2 separate regions of the Xenopus laevis genome follow, and region 2 is linked to region 1. The links are chromatin contacts, called in public Hi-C maps. All regions are on one chromosome and are shown on one strand. Each heading gives the region's core, a stretch centred on a gene start, on an enhancer-like site or on the middle of the called end of the contact. The rest is flanking DNA. Distances are from core to core; before and after follow the strand shown. Region 1 has its middle 64 kb from the start of tbl1x.L. Region 2 holds the start of tbl1x.L (F-box-like/WD repeat-containing protein TBL1X).

Evidence for each region. Hi-C and Micro-C count contacts between places; a contact is called where the count stands out from the background.
Region 2: a Hi-C map of the XTC cell line shows a contact between it and region 1, with 3 times the contacts expected there. The contact joins the promoter of tbl1x.L here to the enhancer-like site in region 1. A contact is called at or near these places in 2 of 4 Hi-C or Micro-C datasets (the XL177 cell line and the XTC cell line).

What each region holds. Positions count from the first base shown.
Region 1 is chr2L:79,304,621-79,308,542 of Xenopus_laevis_v10.1, reverse strand. No RefSeq gene overlaps it. Among protein-coding and RNA genes, the nearest start is that of tbl1x.L, 64 kb to the left of the region's middle. Within about 2 kb of position 2,517, at least 5 of the 7 cell types and tissues checked have an H3K27ac peak or open chromatin away from gene starts, as enhancers often do.
Region 2 is chr2L:79,367,892-79,371,723 of Xenopus_laevis_v10.1, reverse strand. tbl1x.L (F-box-like/WD repeat-containing protein TBL1X) reads right to left here and starts at 1,316. Exons shown (of 16, transcript XM_041582081.1): 1 at 959-1,316.

The DNA.
Region 1 (3,922 bases), core at 1,268-3,767:
TCATTGCGTATTTATGATTTATTTTACAGTGCTGCATAGATATGTAGCGCCACATAAATAAAAATATACACATATACATGTATTGATATATTTATTATCCATTATGGGGGGTTATTTATCAAGGTACTGTTGTTGGAGGGTTTTTTTTAGTCAAAAAATTAAACAAATAAATGTAATTTCTCAAGATTTATTATAACCCATACCTGAATCCGAAAATACACCATCTAAAACCTGTCAAGGGCATGCAGAAGTCAGTGGCAGAGGTCCCTTGGACAATTTGAGGATGTTAATAGCCTTCATGATGTTTGAGGTTTTTTTCGGTGGGATTCGCTCGAAAATTTGATAAATTCAAATGATTTGAGTTTTTTCCACCAAAACACAATCAATTTGATCATTCGAGTTTTTCACCCCGACTACACTGATTCAAGTTTTTTCTTAAATTCGTTGTGAGCTCATTTGAGGCCTAAAAATGCTCTCAAAGCTCTAAAATTCGACCTTTGATAAATAAGCCTAATACATAACATATTAACATAGGATGTAGGAAACAACTAGTGTACCTTGAGAAAACACATTTATACACACAGGAAGAACATACACATGAAAGTGGCAGCTGAATTGATAAGCCCCTCCCTGCAAAGCAACCCTACCATTCCCCTTCATTTAATAACACAACAGATCATTTGAATCTTTTGGGTGGAAAAGGGCAGCAGCTTGTTTGTACAAGGCACATAAAAAGCAAACATTTGAATATCCAGAAAAATCCAAAAATTTAAAAGCCAAGTATACCATGCTATTAAAATCATTAGCTTTTAATCTACTTTAGCAGTTTAAGGCTGAGATCAATTACAACTAGGGTTGCCACCTGGCCGGTATTTTACCGTCTAGCCAGTAAAAATGATACTTGATAATGTTATTAATAGGAAAAAAACGGCAAGAATATAGGAAGGCCAGAAAAGGTAGCGAACCCTAATTACAACGTATAATCAAAGGGAGGTTAGTCTGCCTGTATTCCTATACCCAACTCTCCCCCATAATTCATGCCCATGCCAGGTCTGACCTTATACCCTTTGTTCCTCCTCTCACAAGCTATGGCCCTAGGGGAGCCGCTTCCATTGCTGCTATTATTACTAACTGTCAAGAACTTTCTGCTCTCCCACTACCCTTATATCATTGGGTAGACAGGGGCCTCCAAACCCCCTTCCTCTCTCTTTTTTTAACCCTCTATTCATTGTGCTGTATAAAAGGGTGCAAACGCTGGAGATGTTGCCCATAGCAACCAATCAGATCTTTGCTTTTGTTTTTTAAACTTGTGACTGTAATTTTATTGCTTATTGACTGCTATAGGCAACATCGCCGGTAATGTTTTACACAGCATGATTAATAGGCCCCTAAGGGTTAACAAGAGAGAGGAAGTGGGTTTGTAGGCCTCTAGTTAGTTGAGATGAAGTTAGACGAGGAAAAAAATACTGGCCGTCCTATATATTTATCTGTTTTCCCTATTAATAACATTGGGATCAACCATCATTTTTACCAGTCAGGCTGGTAAAATACTGGCCAGGTGGCAACACTAAAGGGTACTGGGAGAGTAGAAAGCAGTAACTCATGCCTCCCTAGCAGCTCCCTTAAACTACATTGCCCACAATACCTATTGCTTTAACAGCCTGGTTCTTCTTCCTAGACCTGTCAGGGCAGGACTACACGACCGATTCCGCCGCGATCGTAAAATCGCAGGCGTCACGTCGGATGCAATGGAAACAAGGTAAGTAATGGCAGTGTCGGATCGTGTCGCATTGTTGATGCATCCGACAGTCGTATCGCGTCGCATCAATGCAGCGACACGATGCGACAATTGAATTACTTACCTTATTTCCATCGCATTTTGCGCAGTGCGTCGGAATCGGCCGTGTAGTCCTGCCTTTAAGGTGCTATAATTTCCCAGATCCTGACGCATTCTTTTTGGACCAACTCCCTATGCAGAATCAAACCCACAGCCCCCATACCGCAAAGCAGCAATGATGGTTTTGTCAGTTTTATTGTCAACCTCTTACTTTTCCTGAAAGCAACATTTAGAAATGCTCTTTTATTTTGTATTTCTTCATAGGAATGGTCTGTTTCTCCTATAAAGATGAATTTGGTCTGTAGGATAAACAACCCTGCTTTAATGCAACTGGAACTGTAATTGTCTTTTTTCTAATTCAACTGAGAGTATTTATATAGTTCTTGGGTTTTAGCGTTTACTAGTAATGACACACATACATATTGTACACATTAATTCATATAGTCACTGATACAATTTACTGTATGGTGTCAGTTTCTGAACCTGAACACATACATCTGATCAAAGTGCCCTGCTATTCTAAACTTGTTGGTAATTCTTTCTTCCTGCTCTGGGAGCTGGCGTTGACCTCTTAACAAAGAACAGGTTCAATCTGCTTCCCCTCCTCCACCCTGGGAGACTGATGAGGGTCACATGACCTTTGTAGTAGACAGCACAGAATTTGGATGGTAGTTTGTGTTGGTGGGGGAGGGGAACTGGCGGCTCTCACAGAATGCTTGTACTGGAAGCTGGGAGGGGAGGGGAAAGACTAGCTCAGACCAGCTTCATTCCACAGACTCATTAAGATGCAAATGCCAAATATTTTTACCAGACACACTGTATAAATTTACAGTTTCCTTTTCAGCTTTATGCAGAGTTAAAAAAAAAAATGAAGGCCTTTGCTATTTAATAGATGCACAATTTTACTTCTCATTTAAGGCTTAGAAAGATTAAATAACAAAGTCATAATCTGGGCCATGTTTAATAATGCTTTCTTTTAGACAAATGTGATGTGTGAGCTAGCCCTGCTAATAATGGCAGCTTTATAGATTTGAGCAAAGCTTTTATAGCATGTAACGACTCAACATGGAACGAAAATGAATGTATGCTATGAATCGAAAAGGTTTAAAAATGAATGCTTTATGGGCTATTGAAATGAATGGTTAATACAGAGGAAGAGTATGATCAAACAGAGATAACTTCTGCATTGTTTTTACATAGATTATATGTATGAATGATGTTGTCTTAAAGGAAAACCATACCCCCCAAACAATGTAGGTCTCTATAAAATGATATTGCATAAAACAGCTCATATGTAAAACCCTGCTTCATGTAAATAAACCATTTTCATAAGAATATACTTTTTTAGCAGTATGTGCCATTGAGTAATCATAAATAGAAAATTGTAATTTTAAAAAATAAGTGCCGCCCCCTGGGACCGAACGATTCACTGTGCACACAAACATACCAACAAACCATACTTCTTAGGTTACATGAGCCAATTAACTAGTTCTGTCTTTTGCTTCAACACTTCTTCCTGTTACAGTTAGAGTTAGAGTTGTAGTATTTCTGGTCAGGTGATCTCTGAGGCAGCACAGAGACCATCACAAAATGGTGGCACAAGGCAAGAGATGTAAAAGAGCAATATTTATTTAAATATATAGACCAGTTTGGTAAGATTCTTTAATATGTAATAAGATGTAAACTATGTAAAGATGTAAACTATCTGTTGCTTAAGTGTTCATTTTGGGGGCATAATTTTCCTTTAACCTTCTTTAGTGTTTGTTTTCAATACTGATTTTTTTTTATTACTATGTCCATGGCACCCTAGACATATTCTACAATGGTGTATTTCTACCAAGGAGAAAAGCCTATCACTACTTTGGCTGCCTGCTATAGTCAGTATTTGATTTCAGCCCAAAACCAGCAGAATCCATATGTCACCTGCATTGCCTTTTACTTCCATTGCAGTCGGCCCCAGATAGGGCTGCCACCCGGCCAGTATTTGACTGGCCTAGCAGACAAAAATACAGGCAATTTATTTGCTGGTAAATTTGTAGGGGTTGCACATTTCCCTGTTCTATTCACCTGCTTCCCCACCTAACC
Region 2 (3,832 bases), core at 67-2,566, 64 kb before region 1:
AGGAAAAAAAAAAAAGATCCACACACTCACACACTCACACATGCACACACACAGACACACACAGAAGACACTGAGCCAGTGACCTCCTAGAGAAAAAAAAAAAAAAATACTATAAACAGACAGATCAACTGACCTGAACTAGTGGAAAACAATAGCATATTTTATTTTCCTTCCTTCTAAGTGTAATAATTTCCTGTTGTTTCCTTTTTGCTTTTAAAAACTCACAAATCAACATTTACAATTTTGTTTGGGGCTTATACATGAAATCCAACCTATCCAATATGATTTAATAACTGTGAAATATCTTCTGCAGGCAATATTTAGCATCAATGACAATGGAGCTGATTAGAGAGCTTGTATTATAGAAAATGGAGCTGGGTGACACTGCACATTCGGCATTTATTATGTTTGAGTGGGGGGAGGGGAGGGAGATGCTGTGCCTGGAGAATTCTTATATACTTTTTATAATTACACATAGAAATGCATGGGCATAAATGCTGCCGTTGGTAGCTGGGGGACTAAATACATATCATTAGATATTATTTCGTCCTTAGAATATGAAAATAAATACAATGTTCTCCAATGTTCATTAAGAAGGCCACATGATAGAAAAACATTCTATTGCTTCTGCAATATTTGCTATCGTATGAAGGCAAACATCTTATTATTACCGATACAATAATTACAACAGTTAAAACACATTGTCATGTATATATTATAATTAATTTGCTACTTGAAATGCTGCACTGAAATAGATCACTATATATATATATATATATATATATATATATATATATATATATATATATATATATATATATATATATATATATATATATATATATATATATATTAAACTAAACAGCAGACAAGAGTTCACAATGGAGTATCACAACCATGTGCCACATAAGTTTCACACTGTGTTTCAGAGACAGAAATAGGAAAATGTTGGACTTACAGGAGCTCCATAATTCTGAATCAGCAGAACATTAAAAAAAATTACTGCTGAAAATCCGATAAAAGTCTTATTTTACAGCCCATATAGTATACGACCCTTTTTCTGATTCTTAACGATTTTGCACAGGTTTTTTCTTAGATCCTTACATATTACCGTGAACAGAGAAAACAAATGAAAATGAGAAGAGTGCCTTAAAAAGCCAGCATAAGTACATGATGCAAGATTGCCTTGGTTACATGTGCTTCCCTTCCCCCATGGCTTGCTGGTGGGAGTGCTGTTTTTTCTGCCTGTAGGGTCACATTGTGGTTGATTGATTCTCCTTTCGCCTTGCTCAGTCATTCAGATTTGGAAAGTAAATAACAAGTTGACATCATTACAGCTCTCTGCATTACTGTGACACATTCCTCTGCTACCACGCAAATACTAATATAAGCGCACGGAAACAGAAATAGATGTCTACGCCCTGGGATTTTTCTGGCATCATTTAGCAGCAGAATACTTTATTATTTTTCCTGAAGGTTTTAAGGATTGCTTTTAAAGCCAAATCATGTTTTTTTCTGCAAAGATATTAACCTTTTACAGAGCTGCTTCAAACTATTTAAGCAATGCAGAAATAAAGAAAAATAGATGAAAAATATAGGATGGTAAATTCAACAAATATCTCAAAATATTTAATATGGGGACCAGACAGCAGCCTAGCCACCCCAATCCTCCCACTGCCTGGCTGCTGGGCCCCCTCCCTTCTCTTTATTCTTTACTTTACTGAAGGTTGGCTGGGCATGGGGGGAGGGACATCTTCATTTCACTTTCCTGCAATAGCAACATCTGCACTTCCTCTTTAAAACAAGATGTTTAACTCTTAAAATTACATGTCCTCATATAACTTCTCTTGTATGTGACTTTTGTCTGCCCATACACAGCGACACTGCTGCTAAGAGGAGTTGAGGAACCCTTTTCAGGTGGCAGCATCCTGCAAGTTGCCCTTGGTGGCAAAAAGCTGTTACTGGTAACTAATAGCCAAAGTGGAATACTTTGGTGTGACTAAGGGAAGCACTTGAAGTCCTGATAAGAATCAGCACTGCTGAAAATGTGGGAAAGTATTGGGTTGCTATCTAGTGCACACCTTTCTGACATCCAGTGCTGACTATAGGTCAATAATGGACATTTCAAGTTCATAATTCATAACAGTAAAGACATACCTAGACCACTTCAGGTCACCCTGCAAAAGAACTTCAGGGGCCCAGTGTGCACTTCAACCTTGAGGCCACAACCCAGCCGCCCGCCCATCCTCCATCCCTCCCTCTTCCCCATCAATCCTCCCTCCTTCTGGGGTCTCCAGCTTTGTGCAGCTGTTGAGTGGGGATAGAAGCAGACCCCGGGTCCCCCTGAGACCAAGGAGTCTGCTTCCTCTATAGTTACGCCACTGAGGAAAGGCCACTTGTAAGGACACTTACTTATTGAGGGGTGCTTACTCATCTTGGTGTAGCCAGGAAAAATACACATCATTGACACTTTCTGTATTTCTCTTTTTATATCATGATCTAGAGTCAAGAGTGCGTTTGTTGTCATTTCATCCATATATGTTTGTACAGTACACAGTGAAACAAAACAACGTTCCTCTAGGACCATGGTGCTACACACAACATAGATGCAAGTGCATGTGCAAAAATATGCAACTCCTGCGAGACAGGACAGCACAGTGCAGGGACAGGACAATACAGTGCACACTCAGCAGATGTAATATGTTAAGTAAATAATGCTAAACATCAGACATGATGGGTATATCATTGTGACATGACAGTAGCAATAACATGATAAAGAACATGACAAATAGAGAACAACTGTATCCAATGGCTATTCATCCATACAATGGCGTACAGTGGCTGCGTAACATTGTAAATGTATTTTCAATGTCAAATGTTTTCAAGTTAGTAACATATTTATTACCAGATCATTTTTTTCCTTGTTCTTACTACCACTACTTAACTCCATGTCCTCAAGTTTCCATTTCAAAGAGAAATAAAACAAAAAAGTAGTCTGCATGTGGTACACATAATATTTTAGGCTTCTTTACCTGACCACCTAGAAGATGTCCCCAGTAGCTCTGTATCTTCTCTTCTGTTTAATGACAGTGCCTAATTGCCAGAGCTTAGGGAGCAACTTACAATATATAGTATATTTAGAATATATATCAACATCACAATATAAGGAAGCTCAGAAATCAGACCATTTTGCATAGAATGTAATACATTTGATCAAATCGTAATCAGCTCCACAGCATCAGTTTGATCAGATGAACCTCATTTTTCCCCTATGCTTAGCTTCTCAAAAGCTGAACATGTGCCTAGTAGGTTCCAAGATGGCAAGCACCTGTGGAGCTTTGAAAGCCTAGGTCATTACTGTTAGATGTCTATATAATTGTTCAATGCATATCAAACCACATACTGTACATGCAAGGTTACATCTGCCAATGAATAGGAAGAGCTCTGCCTTTTACTCCTTTTCTTCTTGGTACAAGTTGCATTATTTCCAGTGTCTGGGAGAGCACACAGACTATCACAAAATGGTGGCTTGGGTAACCCGTTAAAGTCCAGGCTCAGATCTGGACAAATTGTCACTCTCCACTACTACCCAAGGAAGTGGTTGATTCACATTTGGCCAACTGGACCTTCACAGGACTGTTCTGAAAGGTGCTGAATTAATGTGTATTGCATTTAGGGCCAAACTGTAAGTGGAAGCTGTGTAATCTGTTTTCAGGACATTTGGACAAAATTATAATGTTTGCCAGCAACATGTGGAGCTATTGTTATTATCCTTTACTCAAGTTCCTCCAGCATATTCCACAGTAGAGACTTGCACTGGTTTGTTTTTGCA